Linked DNA regions of Mus musculus: all the other regions are linked to region 1. A link is a contact called in public Hi-C data. All regions are on one chromosome and are shown on one strand. Each heading gives the region's core, a stretch centred on a gene start, on an enhancer-like site or on the middle of the called end of the contact. The rest is flanking DNA. Distances are from core to core; before and after follow the strand shown. Region 1 holds the start of Zbtb20 (zinc finger and BTB domain containing 20). Region 2 has its middle 67 kb from the start of Gm29960. Region 3 overlaps Zbtb20 (zinc finger and BTB domain containing 20). Region 4 overlaps Zbtb20 (zinc finger and BTB domain containing 20).

Region 1 (5,975 bases), core at 930-3,429:
GTCTTACCATTATTTTTTTCAGTATTTTTCACATACAAAGAAAAAAATGGTGATTTTAATGTTCAGTCTATGAATTTGTTCTTTCTTGGATCACATTGTTAGTGTTTTCCTTAAGGATTTATTCCTGAAGTTTTGGAGTCCTAGAGTGTTGCATTATATAGGTACTTTTACCCATAATTCCCAGCATTTTGGGTTGTTCCATTGTGTTGCCGTCTTAGTTTGTTAGCGATTAGTTGACTAGGTTTATGTGGATCTGTTTCCAGCTTCTCTACTCTTTTACACCATTGATATTTTATTTTTTTATTTACTTTTTCTAGATCCACACTGTGTTGATTATATTATAGCTTTATGATAAACATGGAATTATCAGAGCAGCCAGGGGCAAGAAGATGTATGCTGTAGGCTGACCTCAAACTTAGTATGTTGCTAAGGATAACCATAACTTCTGCTCCATCTGCTTCCATTTCCTCTAAACACGGGATTTTAAGGCTAACACCCTGTGTCCAGTTTTAGGAAACGCTGGGGACTGAATCCAGGCCTTCGTGCATGCTAGGCAAGCACTCTGCCAACTGATCTATATATTCCTCCACCCAGCATGGTAAAATTATTTTGGTTATGTAAAGGAATACATTTTGAATTTTGTAGTAAGTTAAGCCATATAAAAGGATAGTTTTGCAGATAATATATTTAAGGTCATTGGTATCAAAATATAGCATTAGAATAAGTCAAGTGCACCCTCTTACCTTTCATTTTATGTGTGTGAATTCCTTTGGAAAAATCTACTCTTTAAAAATTTTTAAATGTATACAATTTATATAGTCAAACTGTATAAACAACATTAAGGAAGATGGGCATCTACACAGATACAATACTCAGATATATAGATAAATAGATAGATAGATAGTTAGTTAGTTTGGTTTATCAGGAGTTGTTTTGAAAAAAAAAAGAGACTTCCAACCAGTTCTATTTTCTGATGTTCATCATCCCAAAGCTGAAAATATATCACCACTTTAGAAAAGGCACCTGGGAGTTAGCAAAGGCTATGAGGAGCATGTGGTGGGACCAGTAATATAACCAGCACTATTTTCCTGGAGCTAGTGCATGTGAAAATTTGGTTAAAGGTATAGTATAAAGAGTTTCATTTTTTTCTTTCAAGGAAGGTTTATTTAAAAGCACCAGTTTTAGTTTTTACTTCTAATAAAAGATGAAAGGTTATTTACTGTAGTTTCCGATCCATATTGTATAGAACTTTGTCTTGCTTGAATGGTAACTCCTAATAGGTTTATTTCTCTGGTATACTATGTATTAAATGCATTGCACCTGTTAATACAGACTGCATTGCATTGTGTAGCTGGATGCTTCAAACAAGAAACCAGTCTGCTTTCTTCTAGGGTACTAGCCTATTAGCAAGTTAATTAAACTTAATTCTGTTTTTGTCTTATAGTTTTGTTTATGGTCTTGGTTTATTTACTGAACAGTGATTTCTTCTTTGCAGTTACCAGTTTTGCCTGAGATCAGTTTTCCTATTGTATGGAGTCTGTTTCTTACAGTCTCCTTTAAGACAGCTCTGACTTTAAAATCATTACTAAGCTTTTGTCAGAGCAGATTTGTTGACATTTTTCTCACATTCAAAAAATAAATTTGAAAGATTGCACAAATAAGCTATGTAATTCCTTATTTCCTGCTAATATGCAAAAATGTATTTATGATAATTACACACGTACTGTGTGCCAGAGCTGAAACAATACATTCCTCATAATGGAGCATAAATAAAGAAGGTGGAGCCAGCTGCTCTTAAACTGTTTCTTTGCAAGCAGTAATGCTATAGAGAATATACCTTTTCCCTCTGTTAGTCTGGCAATGCTGAACCTGTTGCTGCATTAGACGAGTTGCGTTTTCCTGGGTAGGGGAAGGAGGGCTGTCTGCTGTCTGGTAGGAGGGCTTTGTCTGTGCCTTTCTCTCTCTCTCTTTCTGTTTTTCTTTCTCTCTCTCCTTCTCTTTCTCTCTCACTGGCTTGCTTGCTCTGTCTCTGTCTTTCTCTCTCTCTCTCTGCCCCCCTTCCCCTCCCTCTCTCTTGCTCTCTCTCTCTCTCTTCCCGTCTCTGTGGTTTGTAAGGTAGGTTGCAGTGTGTGTATATACACAACATCAAGAGCAGGAAAATGGACTCATTAGGGAGGCAGGCAGTCATTACCACTCACACTGTACTTCCAGGGAGACACCGATTATGAGAAGAGAAACTCAGCGCTGGGGAAGAAGGTAGGGGCAGACAACTTTCATAAAAACAACCCTGCCTCCTCAGTCCCCTTGCATTTATCATCTTATTTACTCCACAGTGCTTTTAGGCTTTCTTTCCTGAATTTTAATTTCTGTATCTAAATTTGACAGAGCTAATGCTAGTTTGAATTTTGGAACATCTATAGGAGGCCTACCCTGTACTAATTTTCTTAATTATTTAAGGGTGTGACCTTGTGATTCAGTTTTATTAGTTTAAAAATAATTACAAACAAACCTATTTTTCTTACTAAAGTAATGAGTAAATCAGAATCGTTCACTCTTTTAAAACAAACTCCTCCGTATGTTTGTCTCTTTGCTTTTCTCGTCTGTTTATGCAATTCCATCTGTCTGTCTATATATCATGTTGTCCTTATTTATTGCTAACTGGATTTTGTTAGTTATTTGCCAGTGAGTTTTAGCTGCAGTGCCAGTGTGGGTACTACCAAAATGAGACTCTTGTTCTTTGTTTTACATTGAAGTTTAAAGTCCATATTTACAGTATAGATCCTTTAAGCAGGTTGCATACTTTATGCTAGCATGTTTATTTGATGACATTGGACATAAGGTGAAGGGTAGCCCCTCAGGGTGGGCAAGAATCAAGGAACTATTTTTTTTTGCTACTACACATGTAGAAATAGTGCATCAGGGGGTTATAGTTTCAAAGAAATTGTGGCTATTTTCTAACTTTTTATTTTATAGATAGATTGTTGCATTTATATGGGTATTACTGTGGTTAGTAAGAGTATAAACTTTCTTAACAAGAAGTTTTTATCCTGGGATAGTTTCCTTTTAGTATGTTAGTGCTTGTTTATGCTTAGGGAGGGAGGAGTGGAGGCTGGCCTTTTTACATTTTTTTTTTTTTTAACAAAGTGGAAGCTATGGAGTGTATCAGGCCATTTTGTGCAACAACTGTAAGTATTCCCTTAACATATTTGAGTCCATAAATAATGTATTTGTTATTGCAAATATGTATTTGAGGTTTTTTTTTATTTCTTTTTTCTTTTCATGGTGGGAAAAAAGCTATGCTTGAAACCAGCTTGCATTGTTGAGGAATTTTCTAGAATAGTGCTTTTTCAAAATTTCAAGGAGTAGTTAAATAAGGTGGATGTGAAGTATACTTTTAGATGGACTTCTATTTAGGTTTGTGCAAAAGCAGAACTTTTATTCATCTGATAAAAATTAAGTCAGACAGAGAGGAACATAAATGTTTTCAGAATATACACGAGCAGTGATAGGAAATGAATGCAGATCTGAGGAGATGTTTGATAATAACAATCACCTTTTTGTAATACATTATTTATTTACTATAAGTAGCAGACTTTCCCCTGTTAATTCCATTAGGCCTCTCTGACAACACAAAGAAGTCCAGAAAGCAATATTCTTAACCCACCTGGGACTCGAGAGCAGACTCCACAACACACTCTCAAGGTTCAAGCCTAGTAAAGCGTTTATTCAAATCCATTATTAGGGGAGGGCGGTGAACTTTTGCTACTAAAAGTCTTCTTTACCGCTTCTTTAAAAAAAAAATATACTTAGACTTTTAATTTAGTTTTTTTTTTTTTCTCCACTGTCTTTTCAGCTGGAAAGGCCAGCCCTGACCAAGAGCATACAGACCTGAAGTACATTCAGTCAGGCCCTTTCAGAGATTGTTTTTTTTTTTTTTTTTTTTTAATCAAAGGTCCATGGAAAGTTTGAAGGAGGCTTTAGGAAACGTGTATTAACACTGTGCATAGTTGGTGTTGTGAACAGAATTTTTCCCATTTCAGACTGTGATCCAAAAAGTTGTTTCAGAACTAATAGGTCAGAAGTGTGTCTGTGTCGTACACCTGTTATTTTTGGTATTATCTCTTGAAGAATTATCTAAGATGCTCTTTTAGATAAAAGAAATCTTTCACAGACTGTTTGATCAATCATCTTTTGTGCATATGTATTTTGTGGAAATAGTGTGAATTTATGTATATAATTCATGTTTATATGGATCCAAAAATCATAGATGCATTGCTGATAGAATTTTAAATATTTCACATTGTGTTTTTACATTAACCATAAGTAAACACCAAATGCTTAACTCCAAAAGAGAATGGAAATTTTTTTACCTCCCAGAAAGGATAAAAGGAAGGAAAATTTTAGTCATTTCTGTGGTGGTTTTAATTTTTAGAATGTGTTTTCTTTTGCATTATAATTCTTGGTTGGCCTTCAGTAAATCGAAAATATTTTTAGGATGAAAAATACTCTTGCCCTTTTCTGGGAGGAACTGTCACAATCTAAATGCTGCAGGACACTGTAAAATGTGCATAAGTAAACTTAAAGCCAGTGCCCTCTGCTGCCTAGGGATTTGGAAGGCTGAAAGGCTTGCGTCACAGGAGGGCTATAGAGTGCCAGAAAAATTCATTAACCAGTCTTACTGGTTATGGGGGGCTCATCTTCCTGTTTAAGTCCCGAAGCCCTGGTCAGGTCATAGTGTGTTTCATTTTAATGTTAGAGCAGACAGTTATCTAACACACCCACATGAGGAAGTGCTCTAAAGCAGTTATTTCATGCTTTGCCATGCCCTGTAGCTAAAACAATTTGGTATTGAGTGACGTGTGTGTGCTTTTTAACTCCTATCCGATGAAAATCAGCTTTGGCTCTTTGAAAAGCACCCAAACAGTGGAATGCCAAACAGTATGATTCAAATGCTAAGCACATGCCAGCTTAAACTTTCTCAATTTTTTTTTAACTGAAGGGCAAATCAGTATGATTATTTTTAATAGAAAGACTATGTATGATTTCCTGGATCTTACTCAGTAGGGTTTCAAAAATTGCAGATCCTTTTCCTTCATAGTTTTTTCCCTGCAGAAGCCTATATTCATCAAAAGGAAAGCAGCTGCATACTTTCTCCCTGAAATGTTAACAAATAAATGGCATTCCTGTTTATTTATCTATTTTTGAATTTTAATGATTAGTCCTTGTGCTAATTAACAAATTCCTGTATTCATAAAATCTGGCACTATATAAATAACCAATTGTGTGATTATCTACACATGTTCTGGCTTTCTATAAATATAGAAATTATTGGTGGATGTGTCCACGGACTTGCCCAACCCTGAGGTGTGGCTGGTCATGCTGTCACATAGGAAGCCAAATTTAGGCCCTGAGCAACATGTTGCTCCGAGGTCTGGCAAGGTATGTGGAAGCAGCATCTGGCCCCTGTGCTCACTGTGATCTTTTCTGGCAAAGGGAGGTCTGCTGTTGACATTCTTTGAATGCTGCTGGTTCCAGCCTTCTTCATTTGTAAGCATGGCTCTTGAGAGTAGCTGTTGATAATGGGCATTCGAGCTGCCCCACCTTGACCTACTTAAAAATACACAAATTATGGTTTTTAGTAGAAAATGTGCTTTATTTACAACTACTAAAGAAGCCCATCCTAACTTTCTTAACTAGTAAGGACCTAAGCTGTACTGAAGAGACAAATCTGACTATTTTCAGTTATTTGGCTCTATAAAATACAAATTTTAGAAATTTGGTATCATAAAGAAACAGGCTGTCCTACTGTAGTGGACACACTGTCAATTGTGCAAGGTAGACTTGTAAGTGCTTTTATCTCTCCATTAAAAAATCATCTTGAAGTAGCTTACAAAGTAGCAGGTTTCCATATGTCTTTTTGTCTATACTTAGTTTTGGTTGACCCTTGATGGCATGCACTTCCAGAGGTCCTAACC
Region 2 (5,583 bases), core at 2,121-4,620, 320 kb before region 1:
CTGCATGGTACTGGTATAGAGACAGACAAGTAGACCAATGGAATAGAATTGAAGACCCAGAAATGAACCCACACACCTATGGCCACTTGATCTTCGACAAGGGAGCTAAAACCATCCAGTGGAAGAAAGACAGCATTTTCAACAATTGGTGCTGGCACAACTGGTTGTTATCATGTAGAAGAATGAGAATCGATCCATACTTATCTCCTTGTACTAAGGTCAAATCTAAGTGGATCAAGGAACTTCACATAAAACCAGAGACACTGAAACTTATAGAGGAGAAAGTGGGGAAAAGCCTTGAAGATATGGGCACAGGGGAAAAATTCCTGAACAGAACAGCAATGGCTTGTACTGTAAGATCGAGAATTGACAAATGGGACCTAATGAAACTCCAAAGTTTCTGCAAGGCAAAAGACACCGTCAGTAAGACAAAAAAACCACCAACAGATTGGGAAAGGATCTTTACCTATCCTAAATCAGATAGGGGACTAATATCCAACATATATAAAGAACTCAAGAAGGTGGACTTCAGAAAATCAAATAACCCCATTAAAAAATGGGGCTCAGAACTAAACAAAGAATTCTCACCTGAGGAATACTGAATGGCAGAGAAGCACCTGAAAAAATGTTCAACATCCTTAATCATCAGGGAAATGCAAATCAAAACAACCCTGAGATTCCACCTCACACCAGTCAGAATGGCTAAGATCAAAATTCAGGTGACAGCAGATGCTGGCGTGGATGTGGAGAAAGAGGAACACTCCTCCATTGTTGGTGGGATTGCAGGCTTGTACAACCACTCTGGAAATCAGTCTGGCGGTTCCTCAGAAAATTGGGCATAGTACTACCCGAGGATCCAGCAATACCTCTCCTGGGCATATATCCAGAAGATGCCCCAACTGGTAAGAAGGACACATGCTCCACTATGTTCATAGCAGTCTTATTTATAATAGCCAGAAACTGGAAAGAACCCAGATGCCCCTCAACAGAGGAATGGATACAGAAAATGTGGTACATCTACACAATGGAGTACTACTCAGCTATTAAAAAGAATGAATTTATGAAATTCCTAGCCAAATGGATGGACCTGGAGGGCATCATCCTGAGTGAGGTAACACATTCACAAAGGAACTCACACAATATGTACTCACTGATAAGTGGATATTAGCCCCAAACCTAGGATACCTAAGATATAAGATACAATTTGCTAAACAAATGAAACTCAAGAAGAATGAAGACTGAAGTGTGGACACTATGCCCCTCCTTAGGATTGGGAACAAAACACCCATGGAAGGAGTTACAGAGACAAAGTTTGGAGCTGAGATGAAAGGATGGACCATGTAGAGACTGCCATATCCAGGGATCCACCCCATAATCAGCATCCAAACGCTGACACCATTGCATACACTAGCAAGATTTTATTGAAAGGACCCAGATGTAGCTGTCTCTTGTGAGACTATGCCGGGGCCTAGCAAACACAGAAGTGGATGCTCACAGTCAGCTAATGGATGGATCACAGGGCTCCCAATGGAGGAGCTAGAGAAAGTACCCAAGGAGCTAAAGGGATCTGCAACCCTATGGGTGGAACAACATTATGAACTAACCAGTACCCCAGAGCTCTTGACTCTAGCTGCATATGTATCAAAAGATGGCCTAGTCGGCCATCACTGGAAAGAGAGGCCCATTGGACACGCAAACTTTATATGCCCCAGTACAGGGGAACGCCAGGGCCAAAAAGGGGGAGTGGGTGGGTAGGGGAGTGGGGGTGGGTGGGTATGGGGGACTTTTGGTATAGCATTGGAAATGTAAATGAGCTAAATACCTAATAAAAAATGGAAAAAAAAAAGAATAAAGACATTTAAAAAAAAAGGAAGTAAGAGACAAGGAGCTTGCCTTTAGATGGTATGTTCTGTCCCCAGCCATTTCATTCTCTCTCTGTCTCTCTGTGTGTCTCTGTCTCTGTCTCTGTCTCTCTCTCCTTTCTCTCCCTTTCAGGAAAACCAAGGCATTAGCATCCTCCTCCACCTCATGCTCCCACTGCCATAAAATTCTCCCTCACAAAAAGCCCATCATTATGATATGTATTGGGGAGGGGGGAGGGAATATGCTAATGAGCACAAGTGTCCACGGAGATATTACAGAGGAACATTGAGCCTATGCTGACCATGCTGACCACGGACTAAGAGTTCTGAACCCATCGAACCAAATAAGTCTCTCTTCCTTCACATTGGTTTTCAGAGGTATTTTATCTCAGAAACACAAAGCTCACATACAGAATTAGTTCTGACAAGTAGAGTTACTACTGTGACTTTAAGCAGACCACGTGATTCAGAAGCTTTTAGGATTGGCTTGCAGTAACAGTCTAGAAAAGAGAAGCTGGTTGGAGAAGAGCAGACAATAACACATGTGGAACTTAATGAGTGACTCTTGTTGGACATCAAAAGCATACAATGCTAACAAAAAACAGACAACAAGGACTGCACTCATGATGTTTCAGACAGAAATTAAGATTCTAGTGCAATTTATCTGTGGGTCATGTATGTCACATTCTGGCAAGAATCTCATACATATATATATATGAGATATATAAATATAGATATATAGCTATCCAGACTGGGAAGCAAACCTCGAGAAGAGGTAAGAATAAATACCTAGTATAGATTATCTTAATTAATTTGAATCAGACTTCAGGAAATTTAATGTCATGTAGCTCACTGTCAGCATATTTAAAACAAGTATAACTTGGGAAAAGGTCCAATTTCAGGTGCACAATAAAGCCTAAGGTGTGACTATATGGAACTCTTTTACAGACTACATGTGACCATGAGTGTGGTTTCTATAGCTAAAAGATCCAGAATGTAGTGTGGTCTTTAACTGATAACATAGAATTCATCAGGTCATATATGTGACATATGACATTTACTCTAAGGATGGGTAAAGGTCTAGGGATGGAAGAATCTGGGATAGTCATTCTGGGGAATTTGGGTGAGGTCTCCCTCTATAGAAAGAGCCAGGTACAAAAAGCTGAGCAGAAAGGTTGGAAACACTTAGCACTTTGCCCAGAAGAAAGACTCATGTAAAGTTTGGATTGAGGAAGCCACGGCTGCTGAAGAGGTCAGCACTACTAAAGAAGTCAAACACATGGCATTAAGACAACAGGAGAAGTGACTTAAGGGCATCTTTAGAATCTACCAGACTCCAAAAATAACAGGCTTTAGAGTATGGAAGAGTAAATTGTCTTAAAAAATTTCCCACTGGGGGTACCTCCAGGATAGTCTGCTTACAAAGGGCAGTACAGAAATGTTCCTCCATCCTGGCTCCCCAGAGACACAAATGTGTAGACCAAAAGAATTGAGTGACTCATTACTCATGCTGCCAGCAGACCTCAGTGTCATCCACATGACACACATACATGGAATGCAGGCATATAGAAAGGAAAAGATAGGACATCATGGAGGCAATTAAACACTCAGATTTCAAAGGAAGGCTTGGGAGCCTGAGCTATGTGTAGCAGTTAGGAGTCCTTTCAGGGACCACCTGAAACTATGTGATATGTGAAGATATGAGAATGAAGTTGAAGTCCCAGGGGAGGTCCTTGGGAAGTAACAGGACAGGATCACGGGAAATTTGTGCAGGAGGACTGTAATCAGCAATCAATGCAAGTCAAGGAGAGAAGATGGGCTGACTGAAGGTGGCAAAGCCATAAGTGTGGGGCTTTCCCATACTTATGACGCTCATACCACATGACCACATGTACTGGATGCCAGGTATGAAGGTACTAGACTTAATATTTCTTTGTTGGGCTTCAGTCATCTTTTGATTCAATTTTTCTTGCTACTTTCCTATTCCTTTCTTTAGTCTGTAGTTGTATTTGGGGTAAATAAAGTTTTGGAGTGTGTGTGTGTGTGTGTGTGTGTGTGTGTGTGTGTGTGTGTAGAGGCTCATAGCTACAAGTCTCCCTTGAATCTCAGAGGAGCCTTTGAACTTGGACTTTTGAGCATGGCTAGAACTGATGAGACCAGATTCTTTTGGTCATGAAACAGACATGAGCCTTTGGAGGTCAGGGTAGAACATTATGAAACATCTCCAAAGGTTCATAGGTTGAATGAAGGCTTGCTAACAGCTGGTGACACTAATCATTAATGATTGAATTGGTTGTGTGCTTATCCATTCATTGATAAGTTCATTGATAAGTTCAGAGCTAAAGGTGATATTAGAAGATGGGACCAAACTGGAGGAAGTCTGCTCTTTGGAGCATGCCTTTAAGGATATATCTCTCCTGAGCCTCTCTCTTCTTCTCCCATCTCCTTTCCTTTTGTTCCCATGAGGTAATCAGCTGTCGTTACCACTGCTCCTGCTGCCATGAAATTATGTTGCCATAGGCCCATAGCAATGGAGGACAAAAACCTCTGAAGCCTTGAAGCCAGGATAAATTTCCTCCTTTAAATTGATTTCTTAATCTCAAAAAAGACTTTATTTTTACTTTCAACTCTCTATATAAGTGTGAGTATATATGTGGGGTACAGATGAGGCAGTTGGATCCCTGAGGGGTTAGAGTTAAGAGCAGTTGTGAGCTTCCCCATATGAGTGCTGGGAACTGAAATTGGCTGGTCTGCAGAAGTGATCTTGACCTTGTACATGCTGAGCCCTGCTTACGCCAATTTCTTATTGGTTATTTTTCATAGCAGGCAAAACTGGACTACCACAGGCATGCCCATTAAGACTAGTGCTGGAAACCTGGGAATAGGCCCTGGGGTACACAGAGTCAAAGAAATCATTTGAGAGGTGAGAGCCATGGCCCTGAAGAGAATGAGAAAACAAAACAAAACAAACAAACAAACAAAAAAGGTGTAGAAATAAAAAACTGGCAAGCAATGATCTAATCTAAGGAGGAGGAATCAGTACTCCAAAGGGAAAACACAGGAGTAATAAGGAGTAGGGTAGTGACTTTCTTATAAAAATCGAGAAAGATGAAACCTCATAATGAAATGAAAGGAAATTAAGGTTATCAAATGCAATCTGGAGATGTGCAAGGCTATGAGACTCACTGCCTAACAATGGAGGGAATCTTGATTACAGCTTACAGCAGAATGAATGTAAACACATGCATACACAAGGCCAAAGGGGCTGGACAGCAGACATGGAAGTAGGAAGTAGGTCACATATGCTTCACACGGCACTAGAAGTATAGGAACTAAGGTTTCTTTTTTTTTTTTTAAGATTTATTTATTATTATATGTAAGTACACTGTAGCTGTCTTTAGACACACCAGAAGAGGGCATCAAATCTCATTACGGATGGTTGTGAACCATTTGTCTACAGCCATACCATCCTGAATGTGCCCCATCTTGTCTGATCTCAGAATGAATGTTTCTTTACTGCCTTCTTTTTCCCATCACTATGTAGGATGCATTTGGGATTTACTTTGCTCTCCTTACCAACACTGTGGGAAGTGTTACTCTTTTCCATTGAAAATGAAAGTCCAAGGTAGGAGGAGATTAAACAATTGGCTATGGGGCTAGGTAGGAAGCTAACAATATAAAATCTAAGGTGCAGGGAGTTTAAACAAGTTGCATTGAGGCC
Region 3 (5,661 bases), core at 3,055-5,554, 430 kb after region 1:
TTATGATAGTACAAAATAGCCTGTTCTCTACTAACCTCTTAGATTCAGCTTGAACTCTCTAATGATTGTTCTGTGTAAGAGACCCTGGGCTGTTAATGTTTCAGGAGCAAGGTTACTGTTGCTGTTTTTAGCACAAGTACAAAGGGCTTTGTATGTATATATAAAACTATAACTGTTGTTTATATTATTTTCCCTAAGGAAGACTAACATTTAAATGCCTTTATGCATACAAACTGGTGGCCTTCAATTCCATGTTGTACTTAAGGCCCCAAGTGTAGTTTTCATGACTCTTAACATTTTGGTGTTTTGCCTTGAAACCTCATCCTTACAGGAAACATGACCAAACACTGTATCCACACCAGGTTAGCTTTCTCCTAGCTAGAGACATTTGATCCCCCACCCCAATGTGTGTGTATTTATCCCCCCCACACGTGTGTGTAATTCCCGATGCGCTCCTTGCACCAGGCAATTCTTGCATTTAGTCAGCAAAATGTGGTGAGTGTTCCTCCTTGTAAAGCTTGCTGTGAGAACCTGCAGTGGACCAGTAACTTCTCAGGGTGTTGGAAAGATTTGTCCCATGACTCACTACAGGGACATTGGTCTTTCTCTGTATCCTCTACTGTCTACCCTTCCCTTGCTCTGAGTTTTTTTTATTTTAATAAGATATCACAAAAAAAAAAAAGAAGAATACTATGGCCACCCAGGTTTTCTTGCTTTTATTCTTCTCCATCATATATTTGAAGCAACTATGAAATGACTGAGAAAGATGACAATTTATTTTGACTTAATAGTTGATCTGGACTTATGTGTATGTGAGTGTGTGTTTGTGTTCAGTAGAGTGAGTAACAGATCTGTGATATGTGTCCGCTAAGGATCTACTTCCAACACTGTTTTAAGAATTGTGTACAAACATGTTTCTGTTTGTGCTAAGGCTTTCCTTGGGTTACATTTGTTATAATGATGGTGCAGAGGACTGAATGATATAGTCGTTAACTGCATTTTCCTCCTTAGGGTTAATGTATTCCTTGATTCTTAGATCCTTCATTACCACCATTAATCCTCATGTTCTATCTAAAACATAGGGAGAGTTTTCTCATTTTCCCTTTAATTATCGTTTCAGGAGGGTCACTTTACCAGCACATCCACAAACTAAATAGTGGCTCAAAGTCTCAGACTGTTCGGGTGTCGTGACGAGAATATGTAGCCTCAGGGAACTGCTGTGATGCTCAGATTGTCTAAATACAAGTTCACAAGTCCCAGGAACATTTACTGTAAAGTTAGAAGGAACTCTAAAATCACTAAATTACTGTTAAGTGTCAGGAATGAGCCACTTTATTTTCTGAAAACTGGCATTTTTTAAGTAACTATCTGATACTTAAGATGGTGTAATATCACATAGCCACGCAGTACCCATGGAGTCTGTTCTAATAGCTAGAGGCCTGTGATGAGTAGAGTACAATTTAGGCAGCATCAGTAAAGAAAACTTGTCCATAGTATGAGAGCAGCATTGGCCTCTGCAGGGTTTGATAGGCTGCTCTGTTGCTGCTCTTCCTGTTTCAGATTCACATTATAAGCAGGCTTTGTTTACTCACAAATTCATGTCATGGCCCCAAGCAGCACATGGTTCTAGAGCGAGGCAGGATGGATTAATGTTAGGTTTATATATATGCTGGGACCCTAAAGGAGTGACTGTATTACCTGGCAGCTTAACAAGCAGTCAGGTGCTTAGAGATAAAAGGCCAAACGCCAGGGAGATAAGAATGCCTGGCCCAAATGGCATACCTAAAAAGTCAGCTTCCTTTGAAGGGAGATTAGGCAAAAGCCAGTTAAAAATAAGGAGTGAAGGAGCAAACTTGTGAGCTAAAGTGTGTTGACATGGCATCTGGCTTAGTTTTGACAAAGCTTTGACTAAATGTGTGGGCAATGGGATTCGCATCCCCCAAATCGCATGTTTTTGTGTATATGTAAGCCGAGCAGAGATCACAGGAAGGAACATTTTCCTCCCTCATTACTAGTCCTTCCTTTCCGCCTTCTTTTCTTTCCTTCCTTCCTTGTTTTCTCCCTCCACCCTCCCCCACCTCCCCCCTACACACACACACACACACACACACACACACACACACACTGATCTAGGAATCCTTTTCTAGGCAAGGACATTTCCATGAACTTTCCTACTGCTGAGACATAGATTGCTAAAGTGCGTTGGAGACAGAGTAGCAGAGGTATTGGCTCTTTGCTAGCACATTTCCTACAATGTGATCATTCTACTTAGCTTTAGGCCACAAACCAAGCATGTCACACAAACCTAGTCTGGGTTTCTTGGGAAGTTCTCCCTGTTGCTTTTCATAGTTTAGATAATCCACATGAACAGTACTGAGTAAATCAGTTGCCCTTAGACAATGGCAGAAGCATAAATGGCTTTCAGGAAAGAGAGGCCCAAATCAATCAATCTCAATCTCTCCCTCTCCCTCCCCCTCTCTCCCCCTCCCCCTCTCTTCCCCCTCTCCCCCTCTCTCCCTCTCTCCCTCTCTCCCCCTCTCTCCCTATCTCCCCTTCCCCCTCTCTCCCCCTCCCCCTCTCTTCCCCCTCTCTCCCTCTCTCCCTCTCTCCCTCTCTCCCCCTCTCTCCCTCTCTCCCCTTCCCCCTCTCTCCCCCTCTCCCCCTCTCTCCCCCTCTTCCCCTTGCCTCCTCGCCCCCTCTCCTCTCTCCCCCTCTCCCTCTCGTTTTCCCACCTCTCTCCTCCTATTATTTTATGTATTCCCATGTTTTTCCTCCAAAATTCTCTTGCAGTTAAGTAGAAAGACCCCCTTCCCTCCATCGTCTCTCATCCTATATATTATATATGTCCTTGTTTTCTCTAAAATTGTCTCTATCCTATGCAGTTAGATAGAGGAAACCACTGAAGTCACTCTTCTCCCTGTTCTCTTCAGGATGCAAGGTTTGATTTTAAGTTGTATAGCTGTGTTGTTGTGCTGATTCGAACCTATTTTTTTTTTGAAAGGGCTATTATCCAAAGGGTGGTTGTAAAGCAATATTATGGAAGGTCACTTGGCATTTTTTTTTCTTGAGTCTGTTTTTCTAAAACCAGGCAATTACTCTATCATTTAATAAACCTTGCCTCAGAGTTCACTTGAAAGAAAGCTCATAAGATTTAAAGGGGAAAAAAAATCCCTAAAAATAAAAGTTAGGCTAGGCTAGGCCAGGGTGGGAAATTCCATTGTGGCTAGAAGCCCATGGCAGGTAGAGTGGAATTTAATGAAGGAAACTGCTGTGTTTTTGTGTCTTTCTGTATGTTTTTCCTTTAAAACCAAGAGCTGGGCAGGCATCCCATTCGACCTGACGTGACCCAAGCAAATTGCTTCTTATATAAAAACAACTGCAGACTTTGAGAATGTGAAAATGCACTGTATCCTTCTCCAACTGAGAGAAACGAAAGCCTGAGAAACAGGACGGCCCTGTCAATACTCATGGAGCAGAGCTATCACTCAAGCCTGATAAAGGAGATTAGAACAGGCTCCGGTGCCAGAGGGATACACACAAGTCGGGTTCTTTCGTTCTTTCTTTCTTTTCTGTTTTTTATTTTCTTAAATAAGAAAGGGCAGTGGATGGAAAACATTTTTTAGAGACAAGTTTTCTGTATAAGAAGGTAGTAATGTGCACAGTATCTTAAAGCTTTTGTGTGGAACTGGGTTTTAAATTTTGTTTTAAACTAGTATTTTACAAGAAGACAAAGAGAAGTGTTTCCCTTTTCCACCAGTCTTAGGCAAGCACCGAAGAGGAGTTCCGGGTGTGCCCACTGATACTGCATTCAGACGTGTTGCCTTGGCTTGTGTACTGACAGATTTATTTAAAAACCAAAGTTTAAAAAATGCATTGTGTGCTCGTGAAGTCTCTTCATAAATCTTTTCCTTTATGAATTATTTTGATCACAAAGCTGCTTGTTTAAATCGCTGAAGGACTATTCTCCATAAAAGAGAATGCCTTCATTTTCAAACCTTCAGTTCAGAAGCCAGCAACTTCCCCTGAACAGCATGCAGGGATCCAGAGGCTAGAGGAGAGGGGGCCGCAGATGTCCAGACTCTGACATAAGTCATAATTCAATTCAGAGTTGCTGCGGCTCACATGTTTTTAAAATTTGGACCTAGAGTCCATCCTTTAGTAATGGATGATTCAGTTTGAAATGGTGATTCTGTTTCTGGAAAAAAACAAACAAACAGGGAACACAGCCTTTGATGCAGCTGGGCTGTCAGAGGGCGGAAGGTTGGAATTAAAGTACTCTTCAAGCTGTTGCTGAATAATGAAGGGTAGGGCTTCCTCGTTGGGCAGTTACCACATTTCCCTTGGGAGTTCAGAGAACAAATATTACCTAATGTGTACAAAGACTTTAAAAATTAAGTTGATTACAAGCTGGCTTAAGATTGGATAAAGCAGTAAGAACTAAGGTCCACCAGAAGGATCAGAGAGTAAAGATCACTACCAGTAGTCACAGGCTGCAACGGACTCTCGGGACTTCTCACGGCTAAAGGGTTAAGGATCAACAGGAAGTAGTCAGTTTCTTAAAATGGCTAGCCTTTGTAAAACCATAACAAAGGAAGAACCTTCTACATAGAACATGTACGTACACCGATGAGCTGGACAGTAGTTAGCTATGAGTTTGGGGAAATTCTTGCCTAACTAAAACATAGAGTGCATGAAAGACCTCATCTCATAGTGCATTTGGTCACCATCCATCACCTGCAATATTGTTGAGAAATAAAGGCAAATAATTAACAATCCGTCTGTTACAGTGATTTGCTGGCGTGATAGGCCTGGTATAATAGTAGGTGGTTTACAGGCCAAAACTAGAAGAGATTAAACTGAAACAGAGTTCTAAAGGGCAGGAGAGATGGCCAAAATTGGACAAGGAGTTTCAGGTTCACTGATTTGAGAAATATTTTTGCTCACTCATTGCTGCAGTCTTTGATCTCCATTTTGCTGCCTCTTAATAAAATGACCAAGAATATGAGAAGAATCAACAGCAAGATCAATATGAGACCAGGGGGGGATATTAACTGGAGATATTAGAATTAGAATTGGTGGTATATGCCTAGACATCTTTCATCTCAGAACAGGTAGATTCAGGAAATGCTTGTAACTTGACTCTGAAGCCTGGAAACTTTCCCTAGTGCCTTGTATTTTTGTTTCTGTGAAATGGGATTCCGACCAAATAGTTCATTTAGTTTATTAATTGTTTATTAACAAACACTTGCTTAGAATGAGGCTGAAAGATCAACGAGGATGGAGAGACTCATTTTTGTACTGTGTGGCCAGCCTGTGTCACATGCCACCAATCTCCCAAGCAAATAAGTTCTTTAAGGTAGTTTTCTTTACTCGTAAGCCTAATTTCATTTGGACATAGTAATTGACTATATTTAGAAAGTAGGACACATGCCATTGTAACTCAGGTGCCATCCCCGGGCAGATGGTCTTAGATGCTCTAACAAAAATGGCTGCTCAAGCCATGAGTAGCACTCTTCCATGGGCCATGCTTCAGTTCTTGCATCCATATTCCTGTCCTGACTTCCTTCCATAGTGGACTAGTATGTGGAAGTCTCCCAAGTTGCTTATGGTCATGCTGTCTTCTTTTTTTTTTTTCCCACCCCCCCCCCATGCTGTCTTCTT
Region 4 (5,497 bases), core at 90-2,589, 400 kb after region 1:
CTGATGAAGTGTCATGAAAGCTGGCGTACACTGTCCATTGCTTGCTTTGCCATCACTGTCACAAGACTGAACATCCCGAACATGGTTAGCAAACAGCCCAAAGCAAGGAGAGACCAGTTTGCTTATATTTATAAAATGTTTAATGAAAAGTACAGTAAAATTCAAACAGAACTACAAATCCTTGTAGTGACCAAAAGTTTGATTATTTTTTAAGCAGATCACAATAATTAACTATGAAACTGAACTTTCTCTACACAGAGTGTATTGTATAAAGGGTTAGCAGATCATTTATTACTGGCTGCATCTGGTTAGTGATCATCAAGTTAAATATTCAGGCACTCACCAAGTCACCAGTCAGTAGGGTCTAATTGTGATTTCATTCCCAAAGGAACCGTCTTTTACTTTCTACGATCAAGCCAGGGTCCCAGGGGAGGGACAAGTGTATTCTTTTCTGTGATTAGCATATTGTCATATATTAGGTGAAACACATACCAAGACTTATGGTATCCTTTTCCATTTCAGACTCTTTTATCATCAGCAATTGAATATTTCACACAACTTGCTGGCTGGTAAGTAAGATTTCATTGTCTCTCAATTGCAGGCCAGAATTTTGAAGTCCAAAGAAATAAAGTGTATTCATATCAAGTTTAGCAACTCCAGACAAACAAGAAGTAAATCTAGGGGCTGTAGTGAATTTACCACCACAAGATTAAATTTGAACAGAATGTATTTTGATACTGATAAGATATAAAAGAATAAGAATCAATATCACAATATTGGTAAACATTTTGAATGACTTTAGTAGACATGGGGGGAAAAACTAAAGGACTTGTTTGGAGGTCTTTCTGGAAATAAATTTTTCTATAGAGACAGAAACAGAATAAGGTGAAGATAGCGCCTGATGCTCCCTGTGGAGAATGCAGTCATTTTGACATTAGGAAAACACACAGGAAGTCTTTCAAACATACTTTTTGTCTCTTTGAATTTCTGGTTTATATTATATAATCTTTTGTAAATCTGAAATGTATTTGCCTCTTTTGAATCTTAAAAACAGACATAGCCACACTTGCATATATCCCCAAGAAGAAAAGGGAGCGGCCTGTGGAGCTACAGATAAACATGTCTGTTACTGGAAATTAATAGTGCCAAGATAATGCAAACACAGGTTTAGAGTTTGGCTGCTTGTCTTCTGGTGAGACTATGTGAAGTTTCTAGAAGGGTAGTGTAGCATTGTGTCCTTGAACAGTCTTGGTAGTAGGTGCCTGGAGGAGAGCAAGGCAGGATGGGAAGGTAGGAGACAGCCAGAAAGAGCTGAGTTTGCTAGAGGCTGGCAGGCTGTAAACTGTAATGACAAATGTGCTCCAGAGGGAGGGGGAGGGAAGGAACACCTCGCTTGGCTTCTGGCTCTCTTCTGCCTGGCACTCTAGTCCTGTTTAGTCATAAACAGCAGAGTCATCCAAACCTTTAAAGTTACACTCTTGACTGCACTTCATATGAATGTGCAGTAAATGAAGAAAATCATCTCTTAGGGTGAGACAGAGCTTTCTGTGGGGAATTTCCATGCTCCCTGCACATGATCCATAGTTGTCACCGTTACTGTTTCTAATTCTGTCACCACTCTATCTCTGTCCCTGAGCGTGTCCTGCTTGCCACCGAAGGCCATGGCTTTAGGACTGTTATTCTTTCTCCCGTCCCCAGCCCCGACTCCCTGCTTTACTTGTTTTGCTACCCAAGGTAAACCTGCTCTGAGTGGGAGCCCAGAGGCACAATGAACAGGCCTACTTGGTAACTTTAACTTGTTCTCTCTTAGCATTACTCACAAAATGATATCAGCACAGAAAAGCCACAATTCCACACTATGGCTGACTTGCAAAAGAAGCAGATTCCTCCCCAGTGTTTTCTGTTTCTGTGATCAGATGAAGTATAAGTTGATGGGCTTGGCCTTTGGGTGTATCCGCTTTCAGGCACGAAGATACAGGGCGGAGGGAAGGAGTGGGCAGTGCTGTGTGCTTGCATTTCTCTGTTTTAGTACATGGAAACCTTCTAGAGGAGGGAGCACATCTTGTCTAGTAATGAACAATTATTTATTTCATTTAAAAATGATACTTGTTCATTAAAAATAATTTGGAAAAATACATAGGAGTAAAATGAAGAAAAATTAAAATAATTATATCTATAATTTAAATCTAACCATTAATACCTATTTGATACATTTTCTAACTCTCATTTTCTTCTGAGGACATAGTTTTCGAATATGCTGTGCTTGGAATTCCTCTGTAATTTTTTTGTTCCTTTTTTAAAAATTTAACTTAAGAATTTTTCATTTAGTTACAAAGTCTTTATAGACATTCTAAATAAATAAATTCTATTCCTATAATCAAAATGCCCACAAAAGCATTATATTTTACTTTTTCCATTTCTATAGTCCCTTGCATATGAACAATGTGTGAATCAGTCTGTAAATAATGGATAAATGATTGAAAGTTCAAATGAAGTATATATTTTAAGATGATTTTTCAAAATTTTCAAATCCATGAATGTAGGCAGATTACGGTAATGAACTCCTGTGCATTCATCATCTGGCTCATTCACTGCTTAACCTGTGGCCTGTCAGTTTCCCACTGTATTGCCTTGTTATTTTGAAAAACTCAGATATCATGACAGTTAATTAATTAGCCAATATTTCTGGTTCATTAGGATGCTTTTACATGTTGATGTTTTTAAAAGTTTCAGAAAAGCAATTCTCATCATTATATGGAACACTGTTTCTCTTCTTCGTGTCTTGGCCTCATGTCTTCTCATATGTAGCAACTGACTGGAAATATCTCAGCAGCTTGTGCCATAGCACCCTCAGGCACATGTGCTAGCCAAAGGACAGTGGGGTTGGAGAAGAGACCACTCTAACGTTAGATAGGCTTCTGAGACAAACGGTTTTCTTTGGGATCTTTTTGCTTAACTCAATTTTAGGATGATAACTTGCACAGCAGACTTATACAGTATCACTTATCTTTATCATTGAACATATCAATGTATTATATGCAATTGTTCATCTGAAGTAAAAGAAAAAGTTCATCCTCCGACCACGTAGAACTCTAAACTGCTTTAAGCCATTACTATATAGAGCAAAGCAAAGTACTTAAACCTAACTTAGTGCTCCGTTCAAATGTGTATAGATTTTAAGGCTTTTTTGATAACAGGAAAGCACCTGGTAGTTACATGGGACTCTTAAATCTGAAAAGGGGAACATTATATAATTTTATACATACAGCTTTATATCCAAGGAGAGGAAATAATCCGCTGCACATCACTGCCTGTGTTTATTACTCTGGTTGTCCCAAGGTCTCCAGAGAAACATCTACAAGCCACTTTTCCATAGATAGAACACAAGTTTCACAAAAGAGCTCTATACATTCTGAATGATGTGTTGAATTGGGATTTGTGTACAGTACCTGTTTGCAAGTTTTCCTTTCTTACTTACTAAATTTTAAGCCAGAGACTGTTCAGTGGTGATGTGTTAGCCAACAGGTGTTTTGAACTCATCAGATATTCAGGATGTGAGCAAGTACACACTGCATCCATAGAAACTGAATTTATGTGTTACTTTGGCCTGTTTAATCTTTGGTGCAGTTTCCATTGGCCTCGAAAGTGAGTGGCTGGAATATTGATGTGCCTAACCCTTCGAGAAGATATAAAAAATTTCTCCACCACACTAAATCTCTAGAAAAAATATGATGGCTTACAGAATGGACACATACAAAATATTTTCAGCCAAAGCTGGTAGGAAAAGCACACGGGGAAAAAAGAAAGTAATAACACAAGCAATAAACTATCCAATCAAACAGAGCATCTGTAGAAACTGCTCCTGTGCATGTGTAAACAATACAAATTCTTTTCCTGTTTCTATCTCTTCTCTTTCCATCTGTCTTCTGAACATTTATTTTCCTCTACTATGGTTTGACATCACCACCATTAAAATATCAGCTAAAGAGCTGAAGTGTGCCCTGGTGCCATGGAATTCAGGCAGGTATGACAAAGCAGTAACAAGCAATTGTACTATTTTAAAGTTGCAAAGTATCCATATCTTATAGCAACTCACTTTCCTGTCGTTATTTTAACATGGATACTAACAGCACCTTATGGTCATTTATTTACATCTTTTCCTTACATGTGATGGTGTACTATGTTCCTGTCATAAACATGAACTGTAAAGTACATTTCTTTGACAGAGAAACCATGATTCTTTCTTGTTTGTGTATTATACCATGTACTCAAGTTATCCACCAAAACTTCATCATGATTGCAGTTATAGTAATAATTATCAATAATAGTGATAGTATTTTCTTCTAGAAAGAGTAGCTGAAGCCATCTCAGAAGTAACTGTGACTCCCAACAGATCAGTAGGCTCATCACCTGAGCCTGATAAAAGTTCTGTTTGAAAAACGCCTTGAAAAATAGCTCCTGTTTCTTCCTTATGTGTGGCTTCTTGGGTCACTGTTGTATTTGTGACCTTATGTGTAACACTAAGAATAAAGTAGCAATCCACTTTCTACCTCTTTCTCTGAACTAAGCTCATGATTATAGTTGAATGACTCTCCTTATTTTGATGCAAGGGATCCTTTGTAAATGCATGACAGGATTTTTAAGCCTAAAGATGCTGATAATCATAGCCAAAGGAGGTAGAAGGTTTTATTTAGATTGCCGAGCCTCTCTATTCCATGAAACTGGCATATTTTCTGGGAAGTTTTTATTAAACATATATTATGCAATTGTGGACAAGAGGATAAAAATTATGTTATTCCTTCCCCAAGATAACTCCTGTGATTCTCTGTCACATGGGAGGAGAGAGGAATGAAATCCATGCTAAAGCAGATATTTAAAGAGATTCTTATATCCTCATCACAGTCCTTTCACATCGGGATGCTGAGGAGGAATCCCCATTCTTCCCTTTGACTAGACTACAGTTTGAACGGGAGATGGTTGAGAAATGGCTATCCATCTGGAGATTGCTCCAGAGGCCCCTCTAGACTCCCATGAGAACTGCTTCTATGAGTTCTGACCTTCATTGTAGAAATATTTCTGATTTTTTGATGATATATGCCAACAGCTTGTTTTCTGGGTATTTGATAGCCACTCTGAATTCATCTAATGTTTTTTGTAGCATGGAGATCTTGTAACCTTTCAATCCTAAGAGTAAGGACTCTTGGAATTAATTATTTAAAGACTTTTAGCCCTTAACTATTTTTCTTTCTTTGTCCACAAACAAGTTGATTGGTTAATCATGTCCTTTGTTTGTTTTTGTTGTTGTTGTAGATACTGCACATAAAGCAAGGATGAGGGAAAGCTGTTTATAAAAGATAATTACAATGGCAGCATTGCACTTTCTCTAGATTGTCTCATTCTCTTGATTGCATCAAGACCTAGACTCTAGAAAGTGTATTTCAGTTTTACTAGGAAAATGATAGAGAGAAATAATTCCGTATTTATCATATATTATCAA

The links. A called contact is a pair of places that touch in the nucleus more often than the background predicts.
Region 2: a contact with region 1 is called in a Hi-C map of the N1E-115 cell line, with 4 times the contacts expected there. The contact joins the enhancer-like site here to the promoter of Zbtb20 in region 1. A contact is called at or near these places in 2 of 484 Hi-C or Micro-C datasets (the N1E-115 cell line and uterus), 2 of 115 datasets of contacts at active chromatin or transcription factors (differentiating embryonic stem cells and embryonic stem cells) and 1 of 9 other capture datasets (adipose tissue).
Region 3: a Hi-C map of uterus shows a contact between it and region 1, with 5 times the contacts expected there. The contact joins the enhancer-like site here to the promoter of Zbtb20 in region 1. A contact is called at or near these places in 2 of 484 Hi-C or Micro-C datasets (liver and uterus) and 1 of 115 datasets of contacts at active chromatin or transcription factors (stem cell-derived neural progenitor cells).
Region 4: a contact with region 1 is called in a Hi-C map of uterus, with 2.3 times the contacts expected there. The contact joins the enhancer-like site here to the promoter of Zbtb20 in region 1. A contact is called at or near these places in 4 of 484 Hi-C or Micro-C datasets (cerebral cortex, muscle stem cells, nephron progenitors and 1 more) and 1 of 115 datasets of contacts at active chromatin or transcription factors (kidney).

The regions. Positions count from the first base shown.
Region 1 is chr16:42,905,466-42,911,440 of GRCm38.p6, forward strand. Zbtb20 (zinc finger and BTB domain containing 20) reads left to right here and starts at 2,180. Exons shown (of 11, transcript NM_001285805.1): 1 at 2,180-2,256. The region is part of intron 1 of Gm19522 (predicted gene, 19522); the gene reads right to left.
Region 2 is chr16:42,583,006-42,588,588 of GRCm38.p6, forward strand. No RefSeq gene overlaps it. Among named protein-coding and RNA genes, the nearest start is that of Gm29960, 67 kb to the right of the region's middle. Within about 2 kb of position 3,371, at least 31 of the 459 cell types and tissues checked have an H3K27ac peak or open chromatin away from gene starts, as enhancers often do. A contact at or near this core is called in the N1E-115 cell line, where this site is marked.
Region 3 is chr16:43,331,222-43,336,882 of GRCm38.p6, forward strand. All of the region lies in intron 4 of Zbtb20 (zinc finger and BTB domain containing 20), which reads left to right. Among named protein-coding and RNA genes, the nearest start is that of Gm9968, 30 kb to the right of the region's middle. Within about 2 kb of position 4,305, at least 106 of the 459 cell types and tissues checked have an H3K27ac peak or open chromatin away from gene starts, as enhancers often do. A contact at or near this core is called in liver and uterus, where this site is marked.
Region 4 is chr16:43,302,047-43,307,543 of GRCm38.p6, forward strand. Zbtb20 (zinc finger and BTB domain containing 20) reads left to right here. Exons shown (of 11, transcript NM_001285805.1): 4 at 523-569. Among named protein-coding and RNA genes, the nearest start is that of Gm9968, 59 kb to the right of the region's middle. Within about 2 kb of position 1,340, at least 77 of the 459 cell types and tissues checked have an H3K27ac peak or open chromatin away from gene starts, as enhancers often do. A contact at or near this core is called in kidney, muscle stem cells and uterus, where this site is marked.